Linked DNA regions of Rattus norvegicus: region 1 is linked to region 2. Evidence: chromatin contacts called from public Hi-C data. All regions are on one chromosome and are shown on one strand. Each heading gives the region's core, a stretch centred on a gene start, on an enhancer-like site or on the middle of the called end of the contact. The rest is flanking DNA. Distances are from core to core; before and after follow the strand shown.

Region 1 (5,583 bases), core at 1,408-3,907, 220 kb before region 2:
AGACCTGCCATCAGATAGTCAAGGCAGGGGGAGTGTGAATCTGAGGCTAGCCTGGGCTACATATAATGAGAGCTTATCTCAAACAAAACTAATTGTGTGACGTTTGGAATTCTGGGGACTTGTCAGAGGGTATACAAGTGCTAGGGCCTGAGATGAAGAGTGGGCTGTGGGTTGGTTGAAGTTTGTTAAGTAGCCATGTGCAAAAGAAGAAACAACAATAAGAAGAGATTAGATATCCTGACAGCAAAGATCAAACTTGCCCCCGTAAGCCAGCCACAAATTAAATGTTGTTCTTACAAGATTTGCCTTGGTCATGGTACAACTCGACGCCCCTACTCATCAGGAAGCAGTCTGACAATAAGGTCACCCCTTTCTGACCCCTGACTTTGTACTGTCATTGCTCACAGCTTGGGGCTTACAATGGCTAAAGTCTTGATGATGTCAACTTGAATACATTTGGAATTAACCAAAACCCAGGTGACTGGACCCACCCTAAATCTGGATTCTTTGAGGTGGGAGGAACCACCTTAAATCTGGCCACACCTTCTGCTGGCCGCCTATATAAAGGACATAGAAGGATGCTCTTGTTCTTCGTCTGCTTGCTTTTGCTCTCCATGGGAAATCCATCACTTCACTGGCATTAGAGCTTAGGTCTTCAAGATGTTGGTACATACCAAAGACCAACTGAGACATCCAGTCTCATGAACCGAACAACTACTGACTGTTAGACTTTCCACTGGTAGATAGCCATTATTGGATTAACTACTCTAAAAAAAGTACTATATCTAGGAGGTTATCCTTGCAACAGACATGAAAGGTAGGAGGAACACTAAAGAGCCATGATAGTAAAGGTCCTTGAGATGGTTTGTATATGCTTGACCCAGGGAGTGGCACTATTAGGAGGTGTGGCCTTGTTGGAGTAGGTGTGGCCTTGTGGGCGTGGGCTTTAATACCCTTGTCCAAGCTGCCTGGAAATCAGTCTTCTAGCAGCCTTCAGATGAAGATATAAAACTCTCGGCTCCTCCTGCACCATGCCTGCCTGGATGCTGCCATGCTCCCACCTTGATGATAATGGACTGAACCTCTGAACCTATAAGCCAGCCCCAGTTAAATGTTGTCCTTATAAAATTTACCTTGGTTATGGTGTCTGTTCACAGCAGTAAAACCCTAACTAAGATAATCCTGGTATTGACACATTCCGGAGATCCAAGTTGTCCGTGGGACTAGCTTGAGCTAAAAGAGCCTGATAGAAAACTATAAGTACCTTTATGTCTACTTTAAGAGTCAACATCTTTACCTAAAATCCCAGTAAGTTCTTATTACCTTTCTGTAACAATATTAGCAAAGGTCCTCTTACTGTATTTTGCAAAATGGTGTGCAAAAGAGTGATCAACTAAAAAGCCACACGCAATATCCTGAGATAAGTATTTTTTATAGATCAAAGACATTTAGACATGATAAATATAATTTAATATTAATTACATATACATATATATAAACATATACAATACACATAATTTAATATTAATTACATATACTATATATACAAACACAAAAATACACACACATATATATGTATATATACACACACACATATATATATGTATATATATATATATATATATATACACACACATATCCTTTGAATCTTTTATGTTCCTGATATTAATACCAATCCCTCTTTCCACCAGTGGAACTGATGAAAGTTGTCCAGAGAGTAAGGGATGTGGCCAGATTGCTGAAATGCTTCATACCTATCCAAACTAGTTCAGAGTATTTGTTAATTCTTCAAGTATCTCTACAAGATAGACATCATTGATTGATGGGTGAGTAAGATGAAGTTCAATCTCACATACAACTTTGAGGTTGAAGATCTGGGGTTTGAAATTAGTGATCTCATCCTAAAAATAAGTGTTCTGTCGACTTATGCTACGGTTAGCTTACATGGAGACAGGGTACTTACCACTTGGGGGGAGTCTGAAACGTCTTTAGGAAGTCTACCAGGAAGCAAGGATTCCAACACTGTCTTAGGGTCAATTGTATAAACCCTCGCCCAAAGAAGAACCAGGAGGATTGGTGATGAAGATACAGGACGGAGCTTGCTCCTTGGCAAGAAGGAAGGAAGTGGCTAAGAGCACAGGCTAGATCTATCTGTGATGTGAAGGGAGAAGGGAGATGCAGAAGTGGGGAGAAGATATTCGAAGAAAGAGGGATGCTTGGCTGTCCTCATGCAGATAGAGAGCTTTCATCCAGTTGTCATTCCACAATGTTTCTGTGGAACCGGGGGACAGAAATTCCTTCTTTCCCTCTTTTCCTGTCTTGCCCTTTCCCCCTTCCTTTCTCCCCTCCGTCTGATCTGCAGTGCTGGGGATGGAACCGTGCTCAAGCAGCCCACATGAGCCACGCCCCACACGTCAGTAGAGATTCCGACCCCTTCTCTCCCGGACCTTTCCTGAGTTCTACTGTCCCGTGGCTCCGATAGACTGTCTGTACTGAGGCTTGAGATGGACTGCTGCTCGCTTGTTCAGCTCCATATAGACCACACCCTGGGTCTTTGCCCTTTGTCTTGGACTCCCTCCAGCCCTTTAATGATTAACGCCTTCAGAAAACCCACGGACAGTAGGTACCACAGCCTGTACCTGTCACCAGCCAGAGGCAGTATCTGCTGAAGTCTCGGGATGGAGAGAAAGGAGGAGAAAGATGGCAGCGACAAGCCCGAGGGGCAAGAACAGGGCAGTGGGGCAGCGGGGCTGACGATGAAGAGGGAGATTGGTCTGTGGAGCGCAGTGTCCATGACGGCTGGCTGTATGATTGGTTCTGGCATCTTCATGTCACCACAGGGGGTCTTGGTTTACATAGGCAGTCCTGGAGCCAGTCTCATCATCTGGGCAACCTGTGGCCTCCTGGCCCTGTTGGGTGCCCTGTGCTATGCTGAACTGGGCAGCCTGGTTCCTGAGTCTGGGGGAGAGTATGCCTACATTTTGCGAGCCTTCGGCTCTCTGCCTGCCTTCCTGGTCATCTACATAATTGTTCTGGTAGGCAGACCAGCTGCCATCACTGCTGTCTCTCTGAGTTTCGCTGAGTATGCCCTGGCTCCCTTTTATCCGGGCTGCTCCTCAGTCCCTCAGGTCATAGTCAAGATTGTGGCTTGTTCTTGCATCCTTGTGCTGCTTCTGATCAACTTCTGGAGCTCACGGATGTCCACTGTGCTGATGAACGTGTGCACGGCTGCCAAACTGTTCTCGCTACTAGTCATTGTAGTGGGTGGGGCTGTGGGGCTGGCGCAGGGCCGGATTCCCACAGAATCCCTGCTGTTTGCCTTCCACAACACAACGCAACAGGCAGGGCGCATTGGCATGGCTTTCTACCAGGGGCTGTGGTCCTTTGACGGCTGGAGTAATATCAACACGGTGATAGAGGAGATCAAGAACCCAAAGGTGAGTTGAGTGTGCTTTTCTGTGGGTGAACCTCTGAGCATCTGAGCTCCAGGAGTTGGCATTCCAGCTACTCGAACGATTGGGATCGTGAGCTATCTGACTAGAATCAAGGCTCTCTTGCTGTGCTCATAGGACTTGCCTGGTAGCCCATCTGCCTTGAGTTTATGGAATTTTAACTACTGCTTCTTAATAAAGCAGAGTACTTCATAGCGTCATACTCCACGGTCTCTCATCTAGCCCCTTAGGTTAACTATCAACACCCCACTTTTTTTTTTTTTTTTGGGCAGGGGAATATTGAAGTCTGCAAGAGGGGAATTATTTTGAATTCTAACTGCCACCATTCTCATTGATTCTGTTGGCCACCTCTTGGATTGTCCCCTCCAGGACATTGCAGTAGATACTTCATAGTTTTTGAAGCCCGTGAACCACTTTGCCATGGGGAACAAACCAGTCACTCCTCCTCACCCTACCTGTGAGCCTGGCTTGGATAACCAGTGTGCTAGCCGGTCTTCGGGGCTACCTGGGACTCAGATGTGGCATTTGAATCTTCAGTGTTTAATGTGCTGACTCTTTGGCACACATATATTTTCTTCTTCCCTTGCAGGAATGCCAAATTCTTACAGAATGGGAACTGCAGATCTTCTGCTGTCCCCGCTGGGCTGGCTTAGGGGTACTCTGGCTTCCAGAGGCTTGGCAAAGGCTCACTGGAGTGGTCACTTGAGAAGAGAATGATAGCTTGGAGAGAGAAGAAGCACAAGAGCAGGGGGTGGGGGTTGAGACAGAGAAAGAGACACAGGAAAGACAGAGACAGAGGAGAGAGAAACAGAAAAATGAGAGATAGAAGTAAACAAGAGATAGAAACAGGGGAGAGACAGAGGCAGAGGGGAGACACAGATGGGGAAAAAGAAACAGAGACAGAGGAAATAAACACAGAGAGAGAGAGAAAGAGAGAGAGAGGAGAGAGAGAGAGAGAGAGAGAGAGAGAGAGAGAGAGAGAGAGAGAGAGAGAGAATATGAATGCATGGTGCTAGGAGTCCTAGGGGATCCATCCTTAGTTTTTTTATTATTATTCTTTCTTTGAGACAGGAGTCTCATTGTAGGGCTGGTGGGCCTTGAATGTGTTCTGTGGCTAAGAATGCCCTTGAACTCCTGATTCTCCTGTCTTTACCTTCTGAATGGTGAGATTACAGGAATATCACCATGCCTGGCAATTTTAATTTCTCGCACATAATCTTCTTCTTCTAATCCTTTGTGTGTGAAAAGGGACTATTTTAATAACTGCCCCGGCTTATTCCTAGGTTTCTGAGATCTCAGTGGTTCACTCTTGGCAGACAGCTTGGGAAATTCTCAAGTCCATGGGTAGCATGTGCATACAGTTGTCTCACAGCAGTAAAGCACTGTTTTCTCCAGCTAGACCATGGACTTTCTCACTAGGTCAAGGAAAGAGGAGGGTCCTTCAAGTTGAAGATAATCTCCCATGGTTGCAGAGGTCATCAGCAAAGTTTTTCTAGAAAGGATCCAAGAGTTAGGACTCCAAGCCCTGTCTTCATTAGTCCCTGTCACATCTACTCAGTTCTGTTGTGGAAAACTGCTGTAGGTAATAAAGGTTATTATTAATATTGGGCCACATGCTCCATGGTTTGATGATCTCTGCTAGGGCTGGGACTTTCTTGATATGGATTTCCAAGCAAAACCTAAGCCAGTTGTCAAAAATGCCAGTATTTAAAATTCTGCCTTAACTTGCTCTGAAGGGGTATATTTATTTCTCATTCTCCTCACCTGCACCAAAGAAAGTACAGAAAGTTTCCCAAGCCAGGGTCACCCTCATAGGCAGACTCCTTAGGGTTTGAATGAAGAGTTCAGGGCCCTCGGAATGAAAACAGAAAATCTCACTCTTCTTGTGCTATAGTGGCCAGAAACATGGAAAGAGGTTAAATTTAAAAGTGTTTTTGCTCTGACCACCCGTGAGGTTGGGTCATGCATGCTAGGTGCTCACTGTACCGAGGATCTCCCAATGAAGCCCATGAGAATGAGAACACCTTGGCTACAGGTAGACTTGTGTGAGCCTGGGCAGAGCCACATTCCACCCCCTGGGTAGTAAAGCAGCCGCTGCTTTACCCATTCTGTGATCAGGGCCACTTTCCTT
Region 2 (5,124 bases), core at 940-3,439:
CAGCTCCTCTGCTCCTGTGCCTGGACACAATTATACTTCCTGTCTCTCCTGGATTGGCAAAACTATGCTCCCCTGTCCTTCCCTGAAACTCCTGACTTCTGACTTTTAGGGGAGAGCAGTAAGCCTGGGGTGGTCACTACTCCTTCATCCAGACAAGAAGTGGTCCCTAGACAGTGTGAGCACCACTCTGGAACTTTCAAGAAAGATCCACTTGGGTCACCGAACCGGAAGCCTGAGACCATAAATATCTCAAGCCTTGCAAGCTACCTCATCTCAGTTCAACTAGAGAAGCAGCTACAGCCGACACCCCTGCCCGGTCTGGGTGTGTTCTTGTCCAACTGGAATCACAAAAGCAAGCAGTTGGCAGGATATGGCTCATAGGCACAGCACACTGTGTCCTAAACCAAGCGGTTCCGTCAGGATGTGGCTATAGGTCCCTTATGGATCCTATTAACCCTGTTCCCATGGCTCAGCCCGATCTGGCTCACATTGCCCTCCAGTGACCTCACCCTGACTCAAGGCCTTCCTTGGCATCCCGAGCCCAGGGCGGCCCAATTCCTACCTGTGGTCCAGACTCTTCCCTACAAACCCTCCTGCCTCTTACTTACCCAGCACCTCCACTTGACTGTCAATCGAGTTTTAAAGCAAACCCATCTGAACAAATGCCGAGTTCCCTGCTCCACCAGCTCCCCGACACACTCAGAATGAAACCTCGTGGCCTTTCTTGATGGCAGGTGTCTCCAGGCCACCTCACACTTTCCATGCTCCCTCCACTTGAGCACGCTGGCCTTTGGACTGTGGCTTTTCTGCTGAGCACACACCACAAGATCTCCTTTCTACAGTTCTTTCCACTGGGGGACGTCTTCCCTTGACCATGAGGTATAACACTCACGCGGTCACCTGACCACTCTCCTCATCATTCATGGCATTTACTACCCTGACAAAGCTTGCATTTTCCTACTCCCGACCTGTTCCCACCAATGCCTCACTACTGTATCCTAGAACCTGGACCTGCATCTAGCACAGAAGGAGTCCCTGAGAAAACACCCTCTGGGTGGATGCATGCAGGAAGCCCGGAGCTGCCTAGCAGGAGGACGCTGGAAACACCGTCTGATCCTGGGGGCAGGGCCACCTCTGCTTACTTATGGGGCAGCGCTCCTCAAAGGCACTACTGGAGTGGAGTGGTGGGCAGTGCATGGCTCGTCCGCCCTCACTGTGTCACTCACTCTGCAGCAGCACACTATGCCTGTTAACGCCCGAGGGCATGCTAGCACCAAGGGATGCCAACACTACCCTTCCTAGCACCAAATTCACAGTCGTGGGTGTGCTGGCTGTGGCTCACAGGGACATTTACTGCGCCTGTGCTTCTAGCTATTTAGATGGAGCCTCTTTCTACAGGAAGGGGAACTGAGGCTCAGTGAAAGGGAACAACTCACAGAGCCACAGGGGCATCTCTTTTAATGGGGATGCGCCTTGCGGCCTCACTTACCACACCAAGGGGAGCGAGCCGCTTTCAACATCAGGGCTTATGTACAGAATCATACTTTTCTAAACAGGGAGCTGGGCGTAGAAATGAACGTGTGTTGGGTAAGCATCCGTTTGCCATCTCGGCTACCGTTTGTATGGGTCGGGTGGGGCGGAGTATACGAATTTCTTTGAAGTTCACCATTTCAGAGTTACTTAAAAATCGGGGAAAGAGAGGAAAGAGTAGGACATCCACCCTGCCCCCAAGCCTTCCCCCCCACCCCCTTGCAGCACCAGTCACTTTGGTGCGGGTATCCTCTGCAGGGAACAGCTTGTTTCATTCACCTCGTCCCTGGTGCTTAGCTTCGGGCTGTTCACACAGCTAGCACAGAAACGTTTGGGGGACCGGAAGATATGATCCCGAAGTACGCAGGGACAGGGAGCTGGGCCGCGTCCCAGCCAGAGCTATCCTGACAATCCCAGGACTTCCTGGAGTCTTGGGCGAGTGCTTGATCCTTTAGGGGGCCTCAGTTTCCTCGTCTGTGAAACGGGGACTCTTGACGGCGCACCACCACTCCCGCAGGAGAGTGTGCGGTGCAGCGGGATAAACCGCCAGCTGCTGGGATGTCTGGAAAGTGCGGGATGGGGGTCTGGCTCACCTGGAGGTGACGAGCACCGCCGGGGACTGCATATCGGCTGCGGTCTGGCGGACGGTCACGGGATCTGGCGTCCTGGGCGTCGCTGCGTCCCTGCCCCGCCCCGCTCCGGCGCAGCGCCACCTCCCCAGCCCTTGCCCGCCCCCTGGTGGCAGCAGCTGTGCACATCTCAGTGTCTGTGGTCTCGGAGGGGGCTTGTGCAGCTCAACCCTCCCTAGGTCCCCCCATAGCCACCTCCTAAGCCTGGCACCTCATGCCATTTAATCCTACTACATGCTTAACCTCTAAGGCTACAGGAATCCAGCCGCTAGTTTTCGGGCTTCTCTCCTATGGCTAGCTACAAAAGCACTCTCTCCTCTCCCTGGGGCCATTTTCACTTATGCAGCCAATCATTCAGGCAAAAGGAGTTTTCCCCTTTGGGACTCTGTCCCTTCGGGCTTGGGGGCTGTGCATTGAACACAACAAACCTCAGGCCTCTCTTTGTGGCTCTTCTCCTAAGGTTTCTTGTCCCCTCCATCATCTGCTCACTCGCGGGTCCTCCCCTTCCCTCCATCCCCTCCCTGCGTCCTGTTCCCCCCCCCGCCCCCACCCCAACTCCCCCGCGCCTCTCATACCTGTACTGTTAGCCTGACTTGCTTTTCGTTGAGGCCTTGGACATTTTCCTCTGCATGTCTCTGACTGAATGGATCCACTGGGAATAGACTCACATCTCTATCCCACAATAATGAGAGTGGCAGTACCTGCTGTTGGCTGTCTCCTGCCAGTGGCCCAGGAGACTGGAACCAGAGCCAAGTGACAGGTACAAACTGCTGTCCCTTGCTCTCTCCAGTGATAAGTAGCTACAGGTGCTGGGCCACACCAGAAATACCAAGGGGACATATTATGTTCCCTCCTTTAGTGTGTGTGTGTGTGTGTGTGTGTGTGTGTGTGTGTACGTGCACACACGTGCGTGCCCACCATGGGCATGTATAGAGGTCAGAAGACAGCGCTGTGGAGTCCATTCTCTCCTTTCATCTTTACACGGGTTATGGGGGTTGAAATGTGGAGGTCAGGTTTGCATGACGTTATTTTAACTGTGGAGTCAGGCTCCATGGCCATGCTCTCTCAGGAGGCAGCATCTCAGCCCACTCAAACCCTATGTGCTTCAGTGAAGTAATTCCACAGTTAATTTTAAAAGTTGGAAAAATGACTTCAAACTTTGCCTCTTGAAACATATATATTCATGCACTTTGTTGTCAGTGTTTGGGATTTTTTTTAGAGGCAAGCTAACAATAACGTTTTAAATTATTATTATTATTACCATCACCATCATCATCACCACCACCACCACCATCACCATCATCATCACCACCACCACCACCACCATCATCATCAGTGCGTGTGCGTGTGTGTGTGTGTGTGTGTGTGTGTGTGTGTGTGTGTGTGTGTGTGTGTGCAGTTAACCCTGCACTTGTTAGATCAAGGACAACTTTCAGGAGTTGGTTTTCTCCTCCCACCATGGTTCTGGGGTGAAGATAGAAGGCTTGTGTAGAACATGTTTTTACTCACTGAGCCACCTCATAGGCATTAACACAGAGATTTAATGTACCCTCCCTCCTGTCCCATCCTAACCCCTCTCTCCTTCTTCCACCCTTCTCCTCCTCCTCCTCCTCCCTCTCCTCCTCCCTCTCCTCCTCCCTCTACTCCTCCTCCTCCTCCTCCTCCTCCTCCTCCTCCTCCTCCTCCTCCTCCTCTTTTTCCTCCATTGCAGAACGAAGTGGAGTCAGAAAGGGCTTTGTGAAGGAGCCCTTGTTTCTAGAGAAACAAGATTTGGTAAACTAGGAATATCGTGTTGCAGTTCCAGAGACAAGGAAGGCATCAGTAGGGTCTAAGGAGAGGAGGGAAGCAGGAGTCAGGGCATGAAGTCCTCAGTGGGTTTGAACTTAGGACTTTGCGCTGACGTTGGCCAGCAGAGAACTGTGCACAAAGGAACATCCTGGAGACCCAAGATGCACCCAGTGGTGTGGAGATGCATAGACTGTCGAGGAGTCCAGAATGGGGGAAACAGGGAAGGCTGCTGAAGTGCAGGCGTGAGAATGCCAGGAGATGGGGATTTGCGTGAACATGAGCAGACGAGTCAGACGCTGCTGTGTGGCTGAGCTGCAGTTCCCTTAATTTTCTGTGCTTGCCTGCCACACACGAGGGCCTGAGTTTCATGCCAGTACTGTGTAAATCCATGGCCATGAGCCCGGCGGCACTCGGGAGGTCTGAAGGAAGGAGAAGCTGAAGTTCAAGGTTGTCTTCCATTCCACAGCCAGTTTGAGACCAAGTCAGCCTGAGGGCACAGGAGACCTTGTCCTCTCTCTCTCTCTCTCTCTCTCTCTCTCTCTCTCTCTCTCTCTCTGTGTGTGTGTGTGTGTGTGTGTGTGTGTGTGTGTGTGTGTGTGTAGAAATTTAAAAAAGACGCTGCTATGGTTTGGCTCATGTGAGTGGCTAGATGATGGACTCTTTTGTGGCTAGACATTTGGAGGAGCCTGGGGTGGTAAAATGAGTCTGTTTTAGACAAGAAAGGTTTCAGGATGTTGGATAAAGGGTCCGTGAATCTATGCTCAGGACCTGGGGAGGTGAGATTTGGATGTGGGGTCCTAGGTGGAAAGGAGATAGTCTTTCCAGGTGACACCTCCCCCCGTCACTAGAATCCCAAAGGGATATTTTGAGGAGGTCTAGGAAAGTAGAGACCGTAATGGGGACTTGCCATGAGACCCCAGGCTGTTAGCATGACTGTCACCAATATCTTTTGAGCTAATGAGCTGGGCTTTCTGGTGACTTGAGCTTGTCCTGTGCACTACAGGAAATTCAGTGCACCTGGTGCCTGTCAAGAGTACCCCAGGATTCTTGTGGAAGTGACCCGCTTCCTTGATAGCAATCCCATTTTCTGCTTCCATGGGTCCCACAGGCTCCAGTGCATAATTGTGTATAGCACCTGGAATGTTGGGATCTGAATCTGATATTGTGTGCTTCCTGC

The links. A called contact is a pair of places that touch in the nucleus more often than the background predicts.
Region 1: a Hi-C map of liver shows a contact between it and region 2, with 4 times the contacts expected there. The contact joins the promoter of Slc7a15 here to the promoter of Hs1bp3 in region 2. A contact is called at or near these places in 12 of 12 Hi-C or Micro-C datasets (the A7r5 cell line, the Rat2 cell line, Schwann cells and 7 more).

Annotation. Positions count from the first base shown.
Region 1 is chr6:37,131,575-37,137,157 of GRCr8, reverse strand. Slc7a15 (solute carrier family 7 (cationic amino acid transporter, y+ system), member 15) reads left to right here and starts at 2,657. Exons shown (of 6, transcript NM_001106714.1): 1 at 2,657-3,437. The coding sequence starts at 2,679.
Region 2 is chr6:36,908,929-36,914,052 of GRCr8, reverse strand. It overlaps Hs1bp3 (HCLS1 binding protein 3), which reads right to left and starts at 2,189. Exons shown (of 7, transcript NM_001398778.1): 1 at 2,124-2,189. The coding sequence starts at 2,155.